Regions from separate parts of the Cricetulus griseus genome. Here region 1 is linked to region 2. A link is a contact called in public Hi-C data. All regions are on one chromosome and are shown on one strand. Each heading gives the region's core, a stretch centred on a gene start, on an enhancer-like site or on the middle of the called end of the contact. The rest is flanking DNA. Distances are from core to core; before and after follow the strand shown. Region 1 has its middle 36 kb from the start of Vstm1. Region 2 overlaps Prkcg (protein kinase C gamma type).

What was found. Hi-C and Micro-C count contacts between places; a contact is called where the count stands out from the background.
Region 1: a contact with region 2 is called in a Hi-C map of liver, with 4 times the contacts expected there. The contact joins two enhancer-like sites. A contact is called at or near these places in 2 of 8 Hi-C or Micro-C datasets (fibroblasts and liver).

What each region holds. Positions count from the first base shown.
Region 1 is chr9:21,393,475-21,399,087 of CriGri-PICRH-1.0, reverse strand. No RefSeq gene overlaps it. Among named protein-coding and RNA genes, the nearest start is that of Vstm1, 36 kb to the left of the region's middle. Within about 2 kb of position 2,012, at least 1 of the 6 cell types and tissues checked has open chromatin away from gene starts, as enhancers often do.
Region 2 is chr9:21,256,824-21,262,739 of CriGri-PICRH-1.0, reverse strand. Prkcg (protein kinase C gamma type) reads right to left here. Exons shown (of 18, transcript XM_027431016.2): 16 at 5,078-5,185; 17 at 4,098-4,238; 18 at 3,744-3,952. The coding sequence ends at 3,764. Among named protein-coding and RNA genes, the nearest start is that of Cacng7, 5.1 kb to the left of the region's middle. Within about 2 kb of position 2,334, at least 1 of the 6 cell types and tissues checked has open chromatin away from gene starts, as enhancers often do.

The DNA of each region.
Region 1 (5,613 bases), core at 763-3,262, 140 kb before region 2:
GACCCTTCTCTGGTAAACCAAGACCAGGTGGAAATACTTAGATTAATAGAAATGGGTTAATAATTAAGACAGAGCTAGCCAGTAAGAAGCCCTAGCCATCGGCCAACACTTTTGTAACTAATATAGAGCCCCTGTGTGTTTATTGGGGCAAAGCAACTGAGGGACCTGGCAGGAAAGAAACTCCAGCAACACTCCTGTAATCCCAGCACAGAGGAGGTGGAAGCCAGAGTGTCAGAAGTCAGAGGTCATCTTTGGGTACGTAGCTAACTGAAGGGCAGCTCAAGCCCTGTCTCAAAAAAGAAAAAAAAAGTGTCATAATGATACTATATATCTTAGATATGAGACAGCCTCTTCCCTGCTGGTTAGGCCTCAAAGTGCCCAAAAGTGGGGCTGGAGAGATGGCTCAGAGGTTAAGAGCACTGACTGCTCTTCCAGAGGTCCTGAGTTCAACTCCCAGTAACCACATGGTGGCTCACAACCATCCGTTATGAGATCTGGTGCCCTCTTCTGGTGTGCAGATAGACACGGAAGCAGAATGTTGTATGTATAATAAATAAATAAAATATTTTTTAAAAAGTGCCAGAAAGCACTGTGCAGATTGCAGCAGAATTGCTATCAACAGTGTTACTCAGCTGTGGACACCGTGTGAACACTACCAAACAGCTAAGCACCACGTGCCCGGTGGAGCAAGTCTGCTACAGGGGTTAACTGATTGCTTTCTGATTGAACTGGAGGCCTGCTTTGCAGGGGGAAATACACACACACACACACACACACACACACACACACACACACACACACACACACACCTTTTTAAGTTAATAAAGTCATATTCTTCCCTTGGGGCTAAGTATTTTTTGTTTTGGGGTTTTTCGTTTTTGTTTTGTTTGGAGACAGCCTTTTTCCGTGTGGTCCTGGATGTCCTGGAACTCTCTATGTGGAGCAGGCTGGCCTCAAACTCACAGAGATCTGCCCTGCTTCTGCCTCCTAAGTGCTGGTGTTAAAGGCCTGTGCCACCAATGCCCAGCATGTACATTTTTGTCTGTGACTTTAAGTGCCATAGAACGCGAGTCTAACGACCTTCACAGTCGTCTTAGGTCATAAAGACTTCCAGTCACTTTTTTTTTTTATATATTAGTCAGGTGCAAGAAGAGAATAAAAAAAAAAAAATAATGGTGTCAGCTCTGTAATTGAAACGCTTTGGCAGGCCGCCTGCAGCTGCCGGGTTAGAACACTCAGCTATTTCTTCATTCCCCACCTGGACCTTCTATTCCTCTCCTGCTCTCTCACAAGGATGCGAGCCTCTCTCTCCTGTCCTGGGGATGCCCCTCCTCCCGTCAGTCGCCTAAGGACACCACCGGAAAGCTCAAGGGCTCCTTCTGTACATTTCCAGGTTCTCTCTGCAGCTCCGCCACTCGCCTCCAGGTGGCGCTCGCGCAAAAGTCATTTCTTTCCCGTTCTCTGCGCTTCTCTGTCGGTTCGTTCCCCTCCTCCCCGAGCCCCATAGGCCTCAGTCTCTCTATGGAGTTGAGGACGGTCTTGAACTTCTGATGCTCCTGCCTCCTCCATTTCCTGAGCAACGGGATTACAGGCCTGTGCCACCGCGCTCATTTGATGTGGTGATGTCTTTGGGGGATGCTGCAAACACTGAGTCACCTCCCAGCCCTCCTCTTTGCTCCTTTTATTTCTTTTCTCCCCTTCTTCCTCTTCCTACCCCTCTTCCTCCTCCTCCTCCTCTGCCTCTTCTTCCTGATCGTATCCCCCCCCCCCTTCTATTCCTGCCTCAGCCTCTGAGATAGCTGGGGTTAAAGGCTTGCACCCCCAGTGCTGGAGGGTTTCCACTATTAATTAAAACCGCTTTACCAGAGGCGTTTGTGGGCGGGCACTGGCTTCCTGAACCGGGCCCCAGGAGACCAGACCAAACCACTGCGGGGTCCCCTGGTCTAATGGCCAAGTCATCTAAGTGAACCTTACTGTAGGCTGCCTTCCAAAGCCACAAAATTTCCAGTCCCCCTGGCTCGGCAGGGTGAGGAAATCCCCTGTGACCTCACCGGGTGATGAGGACAGTGAACTGTTCGCCCTCTGTGCTCTCTCTCCTCACACCCCTGCCGCCTGAGAAGGTGACCTCTCTGTGACCTCCCCTTGCGGCTCACTCAAGTGCCTTTCAGGTTTTAGGGTGAGGTTTTTAGGGGGTGCCACCTCACAGCAGACCACTGATATGAGTCAGCCAGATGGATCTTTCTGATAAATCGTTTGCAATGTTGCCTCTTCTTCTTCTTCTTCTTCTTCTTCTTCTTCTTCTTCTTCTTCTTCTTCTTCTTCTTCTTCTTCTTCTTCTTCTTCTTCTTCTTCTTCTTCTTCTTCTTCTTCCACCAAAAGGAACATGGGCAAACAGGCCGTTTGTTGTTTGCTGCAAGCTGGCCTTTGAACACCACGAAGAAAAACCAAGCCCAAACCGAGGAAGTGTAAGCACCTGGCCGGGGACCTAAATTTGTGAACTAACTAATCAGAAACTGAGAACTGTGCTGTTAGCTCACAGACACTGGAAAGAGGCAGAATGAACACAGTTGGAAGGGGTGTGTACCCCCTCACAACGGACTATTTCTGCATCCCAAGTACTGGATGGTTTAAACCACACCCACACTGTGTGTCTTACTCTCTCCCTGAGTCCCTCTTTCAATTCACTTCGGGGCTTAAATCTGTGAGTAAAATCCCCCTTTTAATAAACTTCAATGTTGCTTTTTAAATAAATGAGTGGTTTAAACCAAGCATGGTGCTGTACGCTGTATTTCCAGCCTTCTAGAGGCTGAGACTGAAGTTCAAGGCCGGTCTAGCCAAACCTATCAGCCCCAGGTCCCAGTGAAAGATCTTATTCTGAAGAGCAAGGTATAAAGCGTGAGATGGTTCCGAGGATAAAGACACCTGCTGCTAAGCCCTACAGCATGAGTTCGATCCCCAGGACCGTCGTGACGGGAGGAGAGAATGGTCACCCACAAGTTGTCCTCTGTCTGCCATAAGGGCACTGTAGAATGCACAAGAGAAAGGGGACTCACATACACAATAAACAAATAAATAAATGAGGTGGGTGGTTCCTAAAGATAACCTCTGGGCCCCCGCTGTGCACGTGTAAACATACACCCCAGCATATATATATATATATATATATATATATATATATATTTAAAGTCAGTAAAGTAAGAGAGATGTTTATCTCCTCACCTGACTGAAGGCCAGAATGTGGGTCACCGCTCGGTGTGGATTGACTGAGGAGCTGTGTGATGTTCTACAGACAGTGGGTTTCAGTAGAACGCTTGCATTTATTCCCCCCCTCGCCCTGGAATTATCCACATCTCCGTAATCAGCCCTGATTATGCACAAAACCAGAAAACTGAATCTCTAAGCCGCTTCTTATTCAGATAGAGACTCAGCACCCTCAAAATCTGTCTTCCACGCCTTCTTTAACGAGCAGCTTTTACGGGGAGGGGAAACAAAGGCATTCCAGAATTTCATCTTGCTTTGTCTCTGATGGAGTTGGTGCTTTTCTCCTTATCCTTGCCTCTCTGTAGAGGGGAGGGAGGGGTCACAAACATCACCGTCCTGAGTCTTGCATTTGGATGGCATCTAGGTTAAAGGTTAACAGAGAGGAAACAGATACAGGGGAAACCAGGATTCCCTCCTGGGGTTCTTTGTCTCATTAATAAAAGAATTTAAGAAACAGGGCAGTCATGGTGCACACCTTTGATCTCAGCACTCGGGAGCTCAGGAGTGGAAGCAGTATGATCTCTGAGTTTGAGGCCAGCCTGATCTACAGAGAAAGTTCCAGGATGGCCAGAGTTACACAGAGAAACCCTGTCTGGGGAGTGAGATTTAAGAAATGACTCAAATGGAAGTTTAGGGACAATTTTATTAGAGATTAAGAGAAAACCCCCAGGCAGGCCAGCTGTAAACTTCAGCAGCTGCTGGCGAGCAGCTTGTTGGCGGGCAAGTAGAGAAGGGGCCAGCTATTTAACCCAGCTGTGGAAGTCAGGCAAGCAGCCACCTGGTGGGGAGGAAGGCTTTAGAGAAAGAGCAATGAAACCCAAAATGCTGGGGAAACCCAAAGTGTTAAGGAAAGCACACTTAGAAAATAGAAAGAAAGAAAGAAAGAAAGAAAGAAAGAAAGAAAGAACTTATGATCTAGAGAGTAACTCAGAAAAAAAAAAGTCCACTTGACCAGGAGTTTTTCCTACCCTACCAAAACCAATAGAGCTGTCTCTGTCTCTATCTCTCCCCGAGAGAGAAGAGATGTGTGTGTGTGTGTGTGTGTGTGTGTGTGTGTGTGTGTGTGTGTGTGTAGCTTTCTGCCCACAGAATAAAGTACAAATGTGTTCTACAGACCATGAAGTGCCCGTCACCGTGACCTTGTCATTTTGACAGCATCTGCCTGTTAGCCAGGCCGCCATACCAGCCGCAGCCTCCTGCTCTGTCCCCCAGCTCTTGCTCCCAAGCCCCTGAGAGTTTGCCTGTGCCTGTGAGTCTGCAATAGGCTCCCTAGGTTCCTGGATTTCTCACTTCTCCAAGCATCCAAGAGTCTGCCAGTGACCCCTTCCACCTCCTCCCCTGCTGCCTGCCAGGGACTGGAGAAAGTCCCCAGGTTTCTCTGAAACCTATAAGAAGCAACACTACTAACTCTGCCTCTTGCTGCCTAAACTCAAAGCATCACCCCCATTCTGCTGTCTGTCTGCCCGTGGGGCTAATAAGTTAATACACTTGTTAATCAAAAAGACAATCCATCTCAGTGTCCCCTACACCCCAAACTCACCCCCAACTTCTTAGAATATCCATTCTACTCCCGGCTCCCATGGGTTTGACTTTTTTTTTTTTTTCATTCTCCATTTGGGTGACATCATGTGGTGTTTCTTTTTCTGTGTCTGCTTCGTTTCCCAGAACATAACACCCTCCGGGGAGCATCTGTGTTGTCAAAGTGACAGGGTTTCCTTCTTTTTAAAAGCTGAATTATATTTCACTGTACAACATAGTGACGAGAGTTATGATAACAACAACAACATATTGCACCCTTGAAATCACCAGCCGCACTGGGGCATCACAGTGCACATCTGTAATCCCAGCGCTTGGGAAGAGGAGGAGGCCGGGTCATCATAAAGATCATCCTGGGGGCGGGGGGTGTGCTGGAGAGATGTCTCAGTGTTTAAACATGCATGCTTCTCTTGCAGAGGCCCGGGGTTCGGTTCCCAGCACCTGTATCAGGGAGTTGGCAACACCTGTAACTCTAGCTCCAGGGAATCCACATGGTCCTCTGGTACCTGAGGATACTTTACCCACACGCTCAAACCTATGAACAGACATATATACAGATACATAATTAAAAAAAGAAAGAAAGAAAAAGCACCCAGGGAACTTAATGAGACCCAATCCATATGTGTGTGTGTGTGTGTGTGTGTGTGTGTGTGTGTGTGTGTGTGTAATATACAAATACATAATATAGGTATTTAATTTTTTTTTTCTGAGACAGGGCTTCTCTGCACCAGCAAGTCCTGCAACTTGCTTTGTACACCAGGCTGGCCTACTGGCCTTAAGTCACAGAGATTCTCCGGTCCCTGCCTCCCGAGTGTT
Region 2 (5,916 bases), core at 1,085-3,584:
AGGCCAGAGGTGACGGATACCCTGGAACTGGAGTTCCAAACTCCAGTCTTCTAGAAGAGCAGCAAGTGCTCTTAACCACTGAGCCGCCATCTCTCCAGCTCCCACCCATCATCGCTTGCATTATAAAGTTTGAGACACCTCCCCCAAACATTTCCCCAACAGGGCAATTGAGACGACCCGAGACTCCACTTTTCACGTTTTCTCGTAATCCTGTGAGCATTGGGAATCCACCTCATCCCAGTAAAGCCCCTAGCGCCAGAGTCACCCGCGACGACCACCCCGGGCCTCCAGAACTCCTCAGCCTGGTGGAGGACCCAAAGATCTAGATTCTGTCGAGAGCTCTGGCTGGCTCTTCCTCCCATCCCCCTCCAAGTGGCTCTGGAGCTTGACCGCCAGCTGCCTGCTCCGCTTCCAGCCCTCGGCTCAAACAAGCCTTATCCATCCAGTCTCCCAGTCACTGGACTGTCTCGGTCCAGGCAGCTGACCTCAGCCTCCGGGTCTGCTCCTCCGACTGGACTCACAGTGGGGGAGCCGGACCTTCCCAACTCCCCTCACTTCTCAAGTTAATCCCGCGCCTTCTCCCGTCCGCTTCATCTTCTTTCTACCTGACCCACTCAGAGCTCTTTATCGGCAGCCATCCCTCCTCTGGGACACCCCCACCTCCACCAGGCCTGGGATCTCCTTCTGGTCCTTTACCCCCAGCGTTTCTGCCATCTGGAGATCTGAATGGCTGAAGTTGCATTCCTCAAAGCCCAAGTCCGAACTCCCATCTCCCAGACCGTAACTCTTCCCTCTTCTAGGGACCCTTTCCCAGACTCCCTGCTTCCTCTACCGGCCTGGGCCCTCCCTCCGCCCTTATCCGTTACCCCCTTCCTCAAAGACCCCACCGAGACCCTGTCTGGTGGCCACGATCTCTGAACTCAAACACCAGGAGTTTGTTTTCTTACTGCCGGACCCTCGGACCCCGTCCTCTGGGATCCACCAGGCCCAAATGTCCCTCCATCCACCCAAAGCATCCCAAATCCGACATCGGAACCCCAGGATCCCACTCCTGGAGCCCCCCCCTCCTCTAACCTCCCGGAGCCCCAACTCCCGCTGAGAGTGGTCTAAGCGCAGAGCATCCTGCCTTGCCGGACCCTCCCCTCGCGCTTACCTCTCTCAGGGCTGGGCGGACGCTCCGGGCCGCGGGCCCCGCAGCCGCATGACCGGCCCCGCGGTTTCCCCCGGCCGCCGCCGCCGCCGCCGCCGCCGCCGCCGCCACCGGGGTCTCCGGTGCCCGCCCCCCGCCCCCGCCCCCGAGCCCGGCGTCCCGGCCCCCTCCGGCCTCCCACCCCCCACCCCCGCGCCCGCGGCCTCACTCGGCGGACGCAGCCGGGAGCAGGGACCGGCGGCCGCTCATTGGCTACTGCGGAGGAGGGGAGGGGCGGGGAGGGAAGGGGAAGGATGCAGAGAGGGAATGAGATGAGCCTTCAGGATTGGGGGGGGGTGGGAGGCAGGGAGGGAGAGAGAATAGAAACAGAGGCAGAGACAGCCGAGAGAGAGAGGGAGAGAGAGAGGGAGAGAGAGAGAGAGGGAGAGAGAGAGAGAGAGAGAGAGAGAGAGAGAGAGAGAGAGAGAGAGAGAGATTCTGGAACTCACTGAGGCCCTGGAAGTGGAGAGGTCAGAGAGCCCCAGAATCCAGGCAGGGGCAGCTCAGAGGCCTTGGGCCAAGGGAAACTGAAGTCCAGGGATCTTGAGCTTGGAGATGGGGTGGGGGAGACAGAGAAATAGAGATAGATAGACAGACAGACAGACAGATAGATAGATAGATACTCTCTAAAGAGAGACAGAGCAGGGGCAAGTCGGAGTAGGGGGTCCCCTGATGAGGACTGGGGCTGTAGCCAGGCAAGGGGCGGAGCCTGGGGTCTGGGCAGCTGGAGAAGGCGGGAAGGGGCGTCCCGGGCAGGGGTCCCTAGAGCAGCTGGCGGGCAGGCGCAGAGCAGAGCCGGGTCCTGCAGCCGCCGCGGAGCCGGGAGCGGGGCCAGCCCCCCCCCCCGCCGTGATGTCAGCGGGGCCACTCTTAAAGGGGCAGGCCGCCCGCCGAGGGTCGGAATTTGGGCTAGGGCCTTCAGGAACCGGAGAGGGGTATAGGAGTGGTGGTGCCGGAGGAAGCGATAGCTTCAGCATCCAATTGGAGCCAGACTCGGAAATGCAGAGAAGAGATGCCAGGCCCCTCCAAGGAACCTGCTAAGCTTTTGTGGCTCTGTCCCCTCTAAACTCACTGGCAGGCACACCGTTCTGCTGGCCTGCCCGACCCAGAGACTACATTCCCCATCAGCCCTGGCGGCCAGAGGCCAGCACCTGGGGGTGGGGGTGGGGGTCAGAGTCTTCTCCGATGTCTTCTGGGAAACGTAGTCTGTCTTGATTGGCCCCCTCCACTCCCTTGCTCCCCTCCTCACACACTTGCAACTGGGTCAGGGGAGACAGAGGCCGGGAGGACGCTTCTGCCTGCCTTCTGCCTTGCTAACTGGTTTCTAAGCTCCCAGGTTCTGTTTGTCTTGGCTGCTGTAACCCGGAGTCCTTTCTGCTGATCATTTCTGTCTCTCCACAGGGGCCAACCTTTCTTCTCCCTTTTCAGGACTCCTCTGGATCCTGGTGTGTGTGTGTGTGTGTGTGTGTGTGTGTGTGTGTGTGTGTGTGTGTTTGCACTTTGCTCTTGGTAAATATGCACGTGGTATCTGGGTGGAGGGTCGGGGGTCATTTGCTGACACAATTAATGGCCGAGGGGTGCTCTTCCTCCTGAAGTCCGTGAACAAAGTGGTCACATTGGTCTCCTCGGAAGTCTCTGTACGTGGCTCGCACGCCGAAGAAGGTGTCTTCTCTTTCATTTAATGGGTCTGTGCGTCCTCTCTCCCCCACGGCTCTCCACACCCTCTGTGTTTGTTTCCATGTACAGCCGGCCCCACCTCCGCAGCCCCTTCATTCCCCAAGCTTACAAGAAAACATCCAAACATGTTAGCATCAGCATCCCAAATTTATTCTCCAGCAGCTGTGTCTGGGTGGGAGAGGCTAAAGGAAGGGGAGGTGGCGGAGAAGAAAGTCCCAGAGAGTGGCAGGCACTGCGGAGGACAAGGGGTGGGGAGGTGTGGTTCCGACCAAGGCTGGGGCCATGCACGGGGGGGGGGGGGCAGGTGAGCAGTGATGGGTTTCCGGAACAAGTCTAGAACAAAAGCTGACTGACAACAGTCGGGGAGAGAATCCTCCGTGCATGCCAGGAATCCCCAGAGCGTGGAAGGGAGGTGGCCTGGAACGCGGAGCCCAGCCTCCCACTTAACTCTACGAGCCTTGAAGGATGCGAGCGGGCTGATCTGGAATCTTAGTCTGCAGCAGGCAATCCCATGAGACTATTTCCCCCAGGGCTGGTGTAGGGGGAGAAAGGCGTAAAGCTACCGAGGTGGAGTCTAGAACCCAACACGGAGTGGGGTTTCCGGGAACAGTTAGAACAGCATCCAGATGTTGGGGGTGGGGTGGGGTGAGCAAGGCTCGGCACAACGGAATCTAGAACACCGAGAGGCTCTAGAGACTGACTGTACGGCGTTTAAAATGCCAGCAGTGCTTGGGAACAGCATCTAGAACCCGTTGGGGTGCGGAAAAGAGGCCACAAGGCTGGGGTGCGGGACCTAGAATCCGGACTAGAGGTGGGGGGGAGGGCTGCAGCCGGCGTGGCGGGGGAGGGGGAGGGTGGGGGCGGCGGCACTGGGACACCTAGCGGCGGCAGGTGAGATTACATGACAGGCACGGGCACTGGGCTTGTGGGGCTACGGGCATCTGGGTGCACGAAGTCCGGGTTCACATAGGTAAAGCCCTGGAAATCCGCTTGGTCGATGCTGGCTAGGACCAGGCGGTCTGGCGGGGTCAATGCTGGCGCCGCCCGCGTGAAGAACTTGTCAAAGTTTTCTCCACTGCGCCCACACTGTTTGGGGAAGGGTTGGAAAATCAGATAATCAGAACCTAAGCACACACCCGTGGTCTCTGATGAAGGCCCCCCCCCCGACCTCCACACATGGGGTATTGAAGCTCGTGAGCCCCAACCCCCAGTTGCTGGGAGGGCAACTGACCGGACGTGGCCTGAAAGGTGGTGCAATCTCCAGTCTCTCCAATCTCTCCCAGTCGATCCAGCGGAAAAAGCCGTGCGCCCGGATGGTGGGTTCACCATCTGGCCCTGAGCCCAGGCGCTTTCCCGGGTGCTTGGTCAGGAACTATGGAAGACACACAAAGAGGGACTGCCAGATAGCTCAGGGAGTAAAGGCACTTGCCGACACGCCCGATAGATGACCCGAGTTGGATCCCTAGGACCCACAAGATGGAAGGGGGGAAAATGACTCCCTCAAATAGTTCTCTGAACTCCTCGTGTGTGCTATGCCATGCTTGTGCGCACATGCGCGCTCGCACAAACAAAATGAACAGATTTTTAAAAATTACAATTTAAAATGCCTTAAAAATCACCGGGCGTTGGTGGCGCACGCCTTTAGTCCCAGCACTCGGGAGGCAGAGGCAGGCGGGTCTCTGTGAGTTCAAGGCTAGCCTCGTCTCCAGAGCGAGTGCCAGGACAGCCAGGTTTGTTTCACAGAGAAACCCTGTCTTGAAAAACGAGAGAGAGAGAGAGAGAGAGAGAGAGAGAGAGAGAGAGAGAGAGAGAGAGAGGAAGGAGAGAGAGGGAGAGATAGCTGGGGGAAAGCTAAATTAGAAGGTCTCCTATAGGCCAGGCACTTTCTTCTGCACCAACTGAGGAAGAAGAAATTGAAGCTTACAGTTTTGCGACTCATCAAGATTCCCTAAAGAATAAAAGTCCCAGGAATTGGAGGTAGCCTGACCCACGCAGCTCTGCAAAGGCATTTTGGCATTTCCTGCAGTATGCCAGGATATGGGTGTGGCAGAGGATGGTAGAAGCCACCCTTGGTCTGGGATGACAGAATATTGCTCAACTGACTTTCGCAGCAGATGGCTGCAAAGAGGTTTGAGTGATAGGAAACTTTTTCTAAGAGAGATGGCAGCCGGGGTGTATGGGTCTGACGAAGCTGGGAGTGGGGGCTCTCACCCCCTTGCAGATGGCCACAGCTTCCCGGGAGAGTGACTTGGGATAGGTGACCGTTTGTTCCATGATGGCTTGAAACAGCTCCTCCTCGTCTTCTCCATCAAAGGGTGGCTACAAAAGAGAATGACGTCAGAGTGTGACAGGCTGCCTTTCCCAAGCCTGCAACCCTTCACTATCCGCTTCAAACAGAAGCTTGCTGCATCCCCAGCCTCACCCCTATGGACGGCTGCCCTGGGGGGGGGATGACGACTAGAAAACGATCCCACCTTCATCTCCAAATGCCTCTCACACACGCCCCAGTTCTGTGTGTGTCTCTCCTGTCTGCCTGTCTTTTTCTGCTATGCAAATCAACGGAGTGTTAATTATGCAATATGCTCTCTAATGAGAGAGGCGGGAAGGAGAGAGACATGCAGAGAGAGACAGAGACAGAGAGTCAGAGAAGGACAGACTGCAGGGAAGAGTGGAGGCGACTACCCTCACTGAAAGTGGCTCAGCCTTCTGTGGTTGGGAAAGGCCAAGGGAAGAAAAGGTTCGTGCACTTGCTTGCTTATCTGTTTGTTTTGAGACAGGGTCTCATGGAGCCCAGGCTAGGTAGCCAACGACGACCCTGAACTTCTAATCCCCATATGCGCACACCTCCCAAGTGTTGGGGTTACGGGCATGTAATACCACACACAGTTATCTTTTGAATTTAAAGACATCCTTCCCATGTGCGTCGCATTGTTCTGGGGATTGTTTACGTGGTTCATCAGATCACTAAAGAGGTCCACAGGATCCAGGCAGTGGTGGCACATGCCTTTAATCCCAGCACTGGGGAGGCGAGGCAAGTGGATCTCTCTGAG